Regions from separate parts of the Arachis hypogaea genome. Here region 1 is linked to region 2. Evidence: chromatin contacts called from public Hi-C data. All regions are on one chromosome and are shown on one strand. Each heading gives the region's core, a stretch centred on a gene start, on an enhancer-like site or on the middle of the called end of the contact. The rest is flanking DNA. Distances are from core to core; before and after follow the strand shown. Region 1 holds the start of LOC112797212 (pectinesterase/pectinesterase inhibitor PPE8B-like). Region 2 holds the start of LOC112797205 (transcription initiation factor TFIID subunit 13).

What was found. Hi-C and Micro-C count contacts between places; a contact is called where the count stands out from the background.
Region 1: a Hi-C map of leaf shows a contact between it and region 2, with 2.6 times the contacts expected there. The contact joins the promoter of LOC112797212 here to the promoter of LOC112797205 in region 2. A contact is called at or near these places in 2 of 8 Hi-C or Micro-C datasets (both in leaf).

Annotation. Positions count from the first base shown.
Region 1 is chr4:109,533,942-109,538,618 of arahy.Tifrunner.gnm2.J5K5, reverse strand. LOC112797212 (pectinesterase/pectinesterase inhibitor PPE8B-like) reads right to left here and starts at 2,291. Exons shown (of 3, transcript XM_025840033.3): 1 at 1,920-2,291; 2 at 1,000-1,530. The coding sequence starts at 2,253.
Region 2 is chr4:109,248,200-109,253,107 of arahy.Tifrunner.gnm2.J5K5, reverse strand. It overlaps LOC112797205 (transcription initiation factor TFIID subunit 13), which reads right to left and starts at 1,406. Exons shown (of 6, transcript XM_025840024.3): 1 at 792-1,406; 2 at 213-468; 3 at 28-65. The coding sequence starts at 315. It overlaps LOC112797206 (a long non-coding RNA gene), which reads left to right and starts at 1,799. Exons shown (of 2, transcript XR_003199678.3): 1 at 1,799-1,997; 2 at 2,110-2,632.

The DNA.
Region 1 (4,677 bases), core at 1,042-3,541, 280 kb before region 2:
AGAATGTTATTTGTATATTAGAATTAATTATTATATATTTGTGTATAAATATTTGTATAATTTAATTTATTTTAATATATTTTATATTTTAATAATTTTTTATATTAATAGTTAATTTTTTATATAAACTTAAAAAAATTATAAAAAAATAAAACAGAAATCATATATGGCCATATATATAGTTAAATTCTATTGTGACTGTCATTATGGTAGATATGGTAGCAAAAGTATGATAACATTTAAAAAGTATAATTTAAATTAAATTTATATTTTTATTAATTGAAAGTATTTTTAAATTTGATTATATGTTTTACTAATTGAGTTGTTATTGTTAGAAGAGTTCAAAAGAGAAGTGTAACGAAAAAAATGTTAGTTAATTATTATTTAGAAAATAATGATCCGTTTTTAATTTTTGTTTCATATAATAATTTTAAATTTGTAAATTGAAAAAAATTGGAGTCAATGGCCATTAAAAAGTTAGACGATGTTATAGATTTTATTTTATAAATATATACATATAAAAGACATATTATTCTTTTTATTTTAACAATATCACTCTTTTTTTATAAATTTATGCAATCACACACATTATGGTCTTTTTTATTACGTCACTAATGATTACTTCTTCTAGCATTAGTTTTTGTTTTCATTTACACAACTCATTATGAAAGATGTTAAAAAGTAATAGAATTTACTATTTTTAACTAATTATTAAAAATTAATATTTAAAAATATAAATTAAAAATATATTGTTAAACTGCTAGACTACAAAAAATACCAACAAACTACAATGAATTACGTTGGCCTTGAACTTTTCTCATTACTTATATCAATCAATCGATTTGGTTATATATTTCTAATATATCCATGAGCAAATATGATAAATTAATATATATACATATATAAAAATTGATCAAAAGTAAAATTTAAGCAAAGTTTATATGAAAGAATGTAAAAGATTAATGCTAGTGTATGTTGTTACGAAGTTAAAATTCTTACCAAAGGTGGCCGATCGAAAAGTTGTCCAGCCGTCGACATAATTCCGGTTGCCGGTGATAATAGTGGCACCGATACCATCTCCGATCATCATGATATTCCTGTTATTCTTATTAATCTCTACGTACTCATTGTAAACACCTCTCTTCACGTAGATCACAAACCTCGTATTACTATTATTCGGCGCTGCCATAACCGCATCCATGATTCTTCTAAAGTTTCCACTCCCATCTGCAGCTACCACGGCGTTCGGAACCACCCTATTTGCTTGCAGAAGCTTTCTCTCCCTCGGCTTCACCCACGAAGGAAATCGGCCCTCGCCGGCGCCGGCCTCAGCATCTTCGAAGAAATCATTCTGGGACACATCAACCTTTGCGAGAAGATTCGTTACTGGCGATGTCACTAGTCTAAGGCCAGGGGAGATTAACCCTTTGATGATACTATTTGTGCCTTTGAATCCATCGAGGCATGTGTCTAAATTTGCTAGGACAGCACTTAGCCATGTCGCTAAATCCAATTCTAAGTTGTTTCTCCCTGCAACATTAATTATAATAATGTCACATTTTACATTAGGTTAGTGATTAGTATTGTTAAGTATCATGGTATCATGATCTGACTTTATCATGAGTGAAAAAATATGTATGCAATTTTAGTTTTTAGTATTGTTAAATTAGGTTAGTGATTAGTATTGTTAATTTTTAAATCATGAATTACATTAGTTTTTCCGCACCAGTGGACAAGCTGACATGACAGATGAAAAGTTTGATCATGGAATAAAAATTGAAGAAACAATTTAATCGTTATCTATATTAACAACAATACCTCATCTAATGGCCTATATATCACATTGCAATTAAACTTTTCTATACTCATGCTTGAATCCACCTAAAGAATACAAATAACTAGATTGTATGTAAAGGTACCTTTGGGATTTTGAATGACGGAGAGAAACAAATTAAGTTCATCGGAGGACATGTCCAACAAATTAAGACCGTCAAGAATGGCGTTTGTGAGATGGAAATTACCAAAACCACCGGTAAACATGGACAGGATGGAACCAACATTTCCCAAAAGCCCAATAACTTCCTTAACAACACCGACGAACTCAGAAGGCACGAGGCATGTTGAGCCTTCCGAACCGCAATTGCCAGAAGCAGAGGCCATAGAAGTAAAGTTTCCAAGGAGAAGAATCAACAAGAAGGTGAGTGCCACGGCGGTTAGTGGCACTTTCTCTTTTCTTGCTGAACAAGGAGCCATATTTTGCCGCTATGTGCTTTTGGTACAATATTAGTGAGGTGATGTATGTTGAATGTGCTATTGATGTTTTGCATTAGTGAAGAAGTAGTCTTTTATAGGATTATAGTTATATAACGGATATAGAATGTGTAATGAAAGAATGTGGTAATTGCTTAAATAACTCTTCAACCGATAATCACAAGTGTTTTATGAAACTGAGAGTTATTAAACTCTGAAGTATAAAAGTAATAAATAATATTGTCTATTGTGAATGGTTAAGTGAAATTAAATTAATGACGAATTGTTGTTATCTTCTTATTAATTAAGCGTTGATGAAAGGTTTAATCCAATTCGTTAAACCTTTTGTTTCAATAAAACTTGAAACAAGATAAGATATCTTGTAACTCACGGATTTTTTCCATGTGTTGCAAAGTTTATTTATATTTTTTTTAAATTTTTTTAATTACAATGTTTTAGATTTTTTTTTCCAAAAAGTAATTTTTGTTGTGCAAGTTTAAATTTAACAACAAAAAGTTTATCTTTTTGTCTAAATAGTTATTCACATTAAGTTGTTTTCATATGAAAATATTAACATGTATTATATTAATTAAATAATTAATTAAAATTTTTAATTAATATATACTCAAAGAGCACTTGATAAAATTATTATTAAAAAAAATTTTGAACTTTTTATTTCAATAAATGTATAATAAATGTTTTGAAATTTAAATTTCATTAAGAACACAGATTAACTAAATTCTTAATTAAATATATTAAATTATCAAATTATTTTTAACAATCATCACAATTTTTAGGGTAAATCACCCATCTGAATAATTAATATAGTTTCAATAGTAATTTGTCCTATTTTAATTTTCATTCCAAAATATTTTTATACAAATTTAACTGACTTAAAATAATATAGTATAAGTGCTCAATAAATCATTTTAAACAAAAATGATTTACTGGGATTACACAATGTACATAATCCAATTTATGCTAAACGATTAACCAGGTAAAGAAAATTGTGATAAATTGATTTCTGTTTGTTGCCACAAATTTTGACCTGTAATTCAACTATGGTGTCGAACTGATTTATATATATGAATTGAGTAGAAAAGATTTGGGACGAAATTAGTTGATTATGTGTGGGAAAATTTTTGACAGAGTAGGAACTCGACTATTGGATACAATAAGACACGCAGAAAATAGCGATAGAAAATTGCCTATCGCTTCTCTAACCGCTGTAAATTGCCAAGATAGCTACGATTGACATTTGAGTTCTTCAATGTGACGCAAAATCGGATAGATTAGCGGCGATTTCATGAAGAACCTCCGCTAACCCAAACACTTTATCATAATTGGTGGTTGTGTTAATAACATCATAGCAGAGAACTCAAAATCAAGGAAAATAGAAACCCGCGAAAGGAGAGTGGAAGCACGCGAACCCCTATTCTCTGTTCTACCATCACTATAAAAAAGCATTGAATATCATCGAATTTACCGTCGAAGAAAAGAATAAAATCCGACAGTAATTTAAATACCGTTGGATTTACCGTCGAAAACAATCAGACGATATAAACCTTACCGATAAATATTTACCGTTGAATTTTTTCATCCGACGGTAATTACCGTCGGAAGTTGCGACGGATTATAGAATTGAAAAACTAATTGGTTACCGATGGATTCTTCCGATGATAATGTTGGCATAAAAAATGTTATTTTGCTCACTGTTATTGTCAGATTATTCCTACGATAATCTCAATTTTTTTATTTTTAATTTGAAATAAATGTCCATTTTAATTTTAAATTTAAATTTTTCACACAATTAGTGGAACATTCATAAATAATAAAATACTGCTATTTAATTAAAATAAATAATACAATGTTCAAATATATTAAAAGTCAACTACATCAAATATGTACAATGAAACAATAAAACGGAAAAGAAATAACTATAGATTTAGGTAGACGTCGTCATTGTTGGTCCCGGGGCCCTGAGTCGGCGGCGCAGAAGGCGGTGATGTCTATATGCCATCAGCAGGACCGCTGCCACCAGCAAGGTTGATGCCAGCAGCGCGCATTTGGGCCTAGTACACCTCCATCTGAGTCTCCATACGCTGCATCTGCTCAACTGACTCCCGGAACTCCAGCCTGAGCTCATCAATATATAGACATCACGCGGTTGAGGATCTCCTGATACCTCTCTCGATAATCATTAAACTCTTGAGCTATTGCTGCTGAAGGCCGCGTTGGAGCTCCTGCACCTGAAGCCTCAAATCCACGCCATCCTCGGGCTCGACTGCTCGACTGGTGTTAGAGCCTGACGACGCTCTGAACGTGGATGTGCGGAGGCTGCTGGCGAAGCACGACCCAATCCCCTATACGCGGTTCTTATACGACCTTGAGGCGGTCTCGTGCCAAACTGCATCAAGATCGACGACT
Region 2 (4,908 bases), core at 157-2,656:
GATGTAATAAAAGGTTAGGGCACTTACATTTGGATCATCTCCAAAGCCGTACATCATGTGCTGCACTGTTTTAGCAAGCATAAGGAAAATTATTAGTGACAGTTACATGCATAAAAGAAACGTTTTTCTTTTTCATCTTAAAAAGAAAAAGGGAAACAGAAAATTGCAACGAAAAAAAAAAAACAGGAGGTTGGATAGGAGTGGTTACTAACGTTCTTTTTGGAAGACTCCTCTTTTGCGCTTTGAAGAAGTTTCGGAAGGTTGAAAAGAAGCACTTCTTGGTTTCGACGAGCTTCCACCACCGGAACTGCTCATTCTTCCGCACAAGAAGAAGAAGGAATGAACGACGATGAGTTCGGATTTCTTCTTCAGATTCTCGTTTGGTGTGGATAGTTTTGGAGTAACTTCGCTGAAGATCCTGCACTCTTGAGAATTCAGATTCTTCCTTTCCAATTCACAAGCTGTTTTCTATGATAATCGGTAACAAATTCAGGTCGGATAATTTTTAGCAACAAGAAAACTTAACTAATTGATTATTCAGCAAGACAGCAACAAATGATGATAATCATTAACAAATTCATCTCACTGATGATTTTCAGCAATAAAAAAACTAGCTAATATTTTCAGCGACAAATTATTCAAGGTTCGGTGATGATAACCAGTAACAAATCATGTCAGTGATGATTTTCAGCCCAAAAAAAAAAACTAGTTCCGTGATATTTTCAGCAACAAATTCAACTGTCATCAACAAAACTGAAAAAGATAGATCATAGGAATGTGTTGGAACTCACCAATCGGGGACCAGCTTGTGGTTGCGCGAAAGAAGCTGACGGCGGCGGGGAGGAAGCTGACGGCGAGACTCGAAGCAAGAAGACCAGCCCGGAGACCTGCTGGTTCTGCCGCCGCCGACGATGAGCGCAAGGAAAGCGCGCGACTGAGTGTGAGACGATGATGAGACAGAGAGCGATGATGACGACCAGTCCCGGGACCTGCTGGTTCTGCCGCCGGCGACGACGAGCCCAGGGAAGGCGAGCGAGCGCGACTGAGTGCGAGACTGGAGACAGTGAGAGAGAGCGGAGACGAGAGTGGGAGAGAGCTTGAGTGCGAGAGCCAGTGAGCCACAGTGAGTGAGTGAGAAAGCTCTAGCTTCAGTGAGCGAGTGACGAGAGGAAGGAGACGTTCAGGGATGAAGAGAAACGACGTCGTATGCTCGTATCGAGTGGCGTGGAAACTGGAAAGGGGAAATCTTGGTGGGATTATGGGTATCCATGGAGAGAAGGGTGCGATTGCGTTGATGATGATAATGATCTGAGTTGGGCTTTTCTTTCTAGTCAAGTTCTATGACCAAAATTATAAAGCAAACATTCTCTTCACATTTTTAGATTTTTACATATCACATGCCAGGCCTTAGTCCAATGTTATTATTATGTGTGAGTGGGTCTGTGTGTGTTTGTATGACAAAAATAAAAACTTAAGGCTTAGCTAGATGAAAAAGTGGATAAAATCCTTAAACATTATAGATATAAATGTGGTGCAGATTAATTTATCATGTTTAGAATTGAAGAGTGTTTATTTCATTTAATAAAAAAAATTACAGATCCTCCAATATAAAGAAAACAAAAGCTTTTACATATCCTCATTCACCACATTTTGAAGGCAAAAGAAAAAGAATAATTGGTTCAAAAGACTTTTAAAAACGAAAGAACAACAATAAGGAACTACACAATTACAATCTTTCAAAAAAAAAAAAAAAGAATGGACCCTTCTTTTCAACATATGAGAAAAGAGAAAAAAAAATGCTTGCTCTACTTCTAGATGCATCTTATAGAGCAAAGCTTATCTAGTCAAGCATGAAACACCCACACGTGATTTTCCATTTGTATGCCTGTTTGACAAATCAAAATCCTCATGTCTTAATCTATCTCCCTTTTTCTTCCACTACGAACTCTCTTCAATTTTTCTTGGGCAAGTGAAAGGAAGAAAAGGCCATCAAATCTGTGAGTTCCTTTTTACTTTTTTCAAATTTCAACAACTTTTGTAATTTGAATACTGATTGTTGCTACATAAGCTCTTTTATTGATTTCACCAAACATATGTGGCTATCTGCAGAGATTACAAAGAATGGGGCATGATAACTATGATGTAGGAGAGAACCCCTATGATGATCCTTTTTTGAAGGGATGTTGCTGCTGCCATTGTTTTTGGGGCATCTCTTCCATTTTCAGTTGCATTCAGAGATGGTTCCATTTGATTTGTGACCCTTTCTTCAAGTGTTTTGGCAACAATAATAATATTCAATCTGAATACCATCACATCCAACGCTGAGTTCTTGTTATGCATACAAGTTGTGTCACTTAAATAGTGTTTATTATTCTCTTTTAAGAAATTACATCAAAATTCAGTGATAATAAAGTAGGTAACAAATGTTGAAAAAACATTTATCTGTGTACAAAGATATAATAGAACATTTAAGCAAGGGCTAGCATAAGCTTTTGGGTTTTTTAAGCGTTATGCAGCAGGTTGTATGTTTTTTTTTCTTCTATTTTTGTTTGGTGACTCGGTAGGTTGTATGTTTGTGCTTAATATTATAAAGGGTAAAGTACTATAAATTAGTACTAATATTTGGACGTAATTCTGTTTTAATCCAAAAAAATTTTATTTAGCATCAATTTAGTCTCATAGTAAGGTCAAACTTAAATAATTAATGAAATGTCCTACATAACAACAGTACAAGAACAAAATTGATAATTTGGAGAACAAATTCAAACTTCAGAGATACAAAATCAACCGTTAATATATTAATATATTTATTTATTATTTTTCTTATAATATAAATAAAATATTTTCTATAGAACTAAAGAGAATGATAAATAAACGTATTGATGCATCAACGGTTGATTTTGTACCTCTGGAGCTTGTACTTGTTCTCCAGATTATCGATTTTGTTTCTGTTGTTATGTAGGATATTCTGTTAATTATTTAACTTTGACCTCACTGTAGGACTAAATTGATATTAAATGAAACTTTTTTAGATTCAAATAGGACACTTTAAACCTTAAGAATTAAAACAGAATTACGCCCAAATATAGGAGACCAATTTAGTATCTTATCCTATTATAAATATATGAGAATTTACGCATATTTTTTATATAATATTTTAATTCCAATACATTAATGGTGTTTTATATTTTATACAATGATTTAATTATATTTATTTTTTTAAATAATTATTTATACAATCAAAATAAAAAATAATTATTTTATTAATATAATATTATGTAATTAAATATTCGTATAAATTATTTTATATTAAAAATATATCAAAATTAAATTCTAAAAAATATAATAAAAAAATCATTGTTGTAGATTACATTTTTAGACATTCTGTTCATATTTCAAATGAATGTTTTTATTCAGTTTCATCAGGAATGGCTAATTAGTTCCAAATATTGCTAGCTACAAATATGGTCATATGAATGTGATTTCTAGTGGAATATTTCTGTTAGGTTAATACTTAAATTTGTCTTTGAAAGATTATTATTTTTTAAATTAGTTTTAGAAAGATTAAATTAGTTATATTAGTCTTTCAAAAAAAGAATGTAAGTTAAAATGATCTTTTAATAATTAGATGATAATATATCATGTTAAGTATTATATGTCATAAAATGATTAGTTGATGCGTCATGTTAGTGATACGTGACATATTAAGTGTTATCTGACATGTTATAACTTTATTTAGAATTAAATTAGTTTTTGAATATATTTATGTAAATTATTTTTATTTTTAAAATTTTAAAAATTGATCAAATTATTCTTAGTATAAATTTTTCTTATTTTTTTCATAATATTAAATTTTTAATATTTTTTAATCATACTAATTTTAATCCCACTTTTTATACCTTAATAAATAAAATTTTTTCACATAAAATAGTAAACATAATCAAATTTTTTTAAAAAATATTTTCTTATTTTAATTTTTAGATTTTATATTTTCAAATTTTAGTTATGTATAGAATTTTTTTAAAATTAATTTTTAGAAAGAAAAAGAAAAAATATGACCATTGAAAGAAAATGAAGAGAAATAGTACTAAGTAGTAATAATATTAAAAAAAAAGCTACATTAGGATATTAAGGTTCAATGAGTAATTTTTCTGTAAATTGATTTTTGAATCATTGGGTTCTATCACATAAATTAAAAAATAACAAACTTAAAAAATTGAAAAAAATTAAATAACTACTATATTTATTAATGATATCTAAAAAGTTAAAATTTTTATTATATAATTAATAATAGTTTGATAAAATCATTTAAGTAAAATATTTCACTAAAAAACTAAAATTTGAAAATATAAAATTAAAAAATACAATAAAAAATAACTTTGTAGTAATTTAATTATTTTTATTATTTTATGTGAAGAGAATTTTATTTACTAAGATAAAACTAATAAGATTAAAAATATTAAAAATATAATATTATGAAAAAATAAGAGAGGTTTATATAAGGACTATTTTGATTAATCTTTTTAAAATTTTAAGAATGAAAATAATTTATATTTGTACTTTTAAGGATTAATTTGAGTCTAAATAAATTTATACTATGTGAGTTAATACGGAATATATAAGGTGTCATCGACATAACACGTCAATTAATCATCTTGTAACACGTAATGTTAATATACTATGTCATTACATTTAATGCGTCACATCATCATCTAATTAACAGAAATATCAATTTAATTTATTTTTTATTTTTTAAAGACTAATATAACTAATTTAATTTTTTTAGAGATCAATTTAAGGAACTAGGAATATTTCCGTCTTTCCGAGACGGATTTAATTAACCAGATATCTTCTCTATATTTTTCTCTAGAGTAAACACCCAATTCGTTTTTTGCAAGGTTCGAAAAA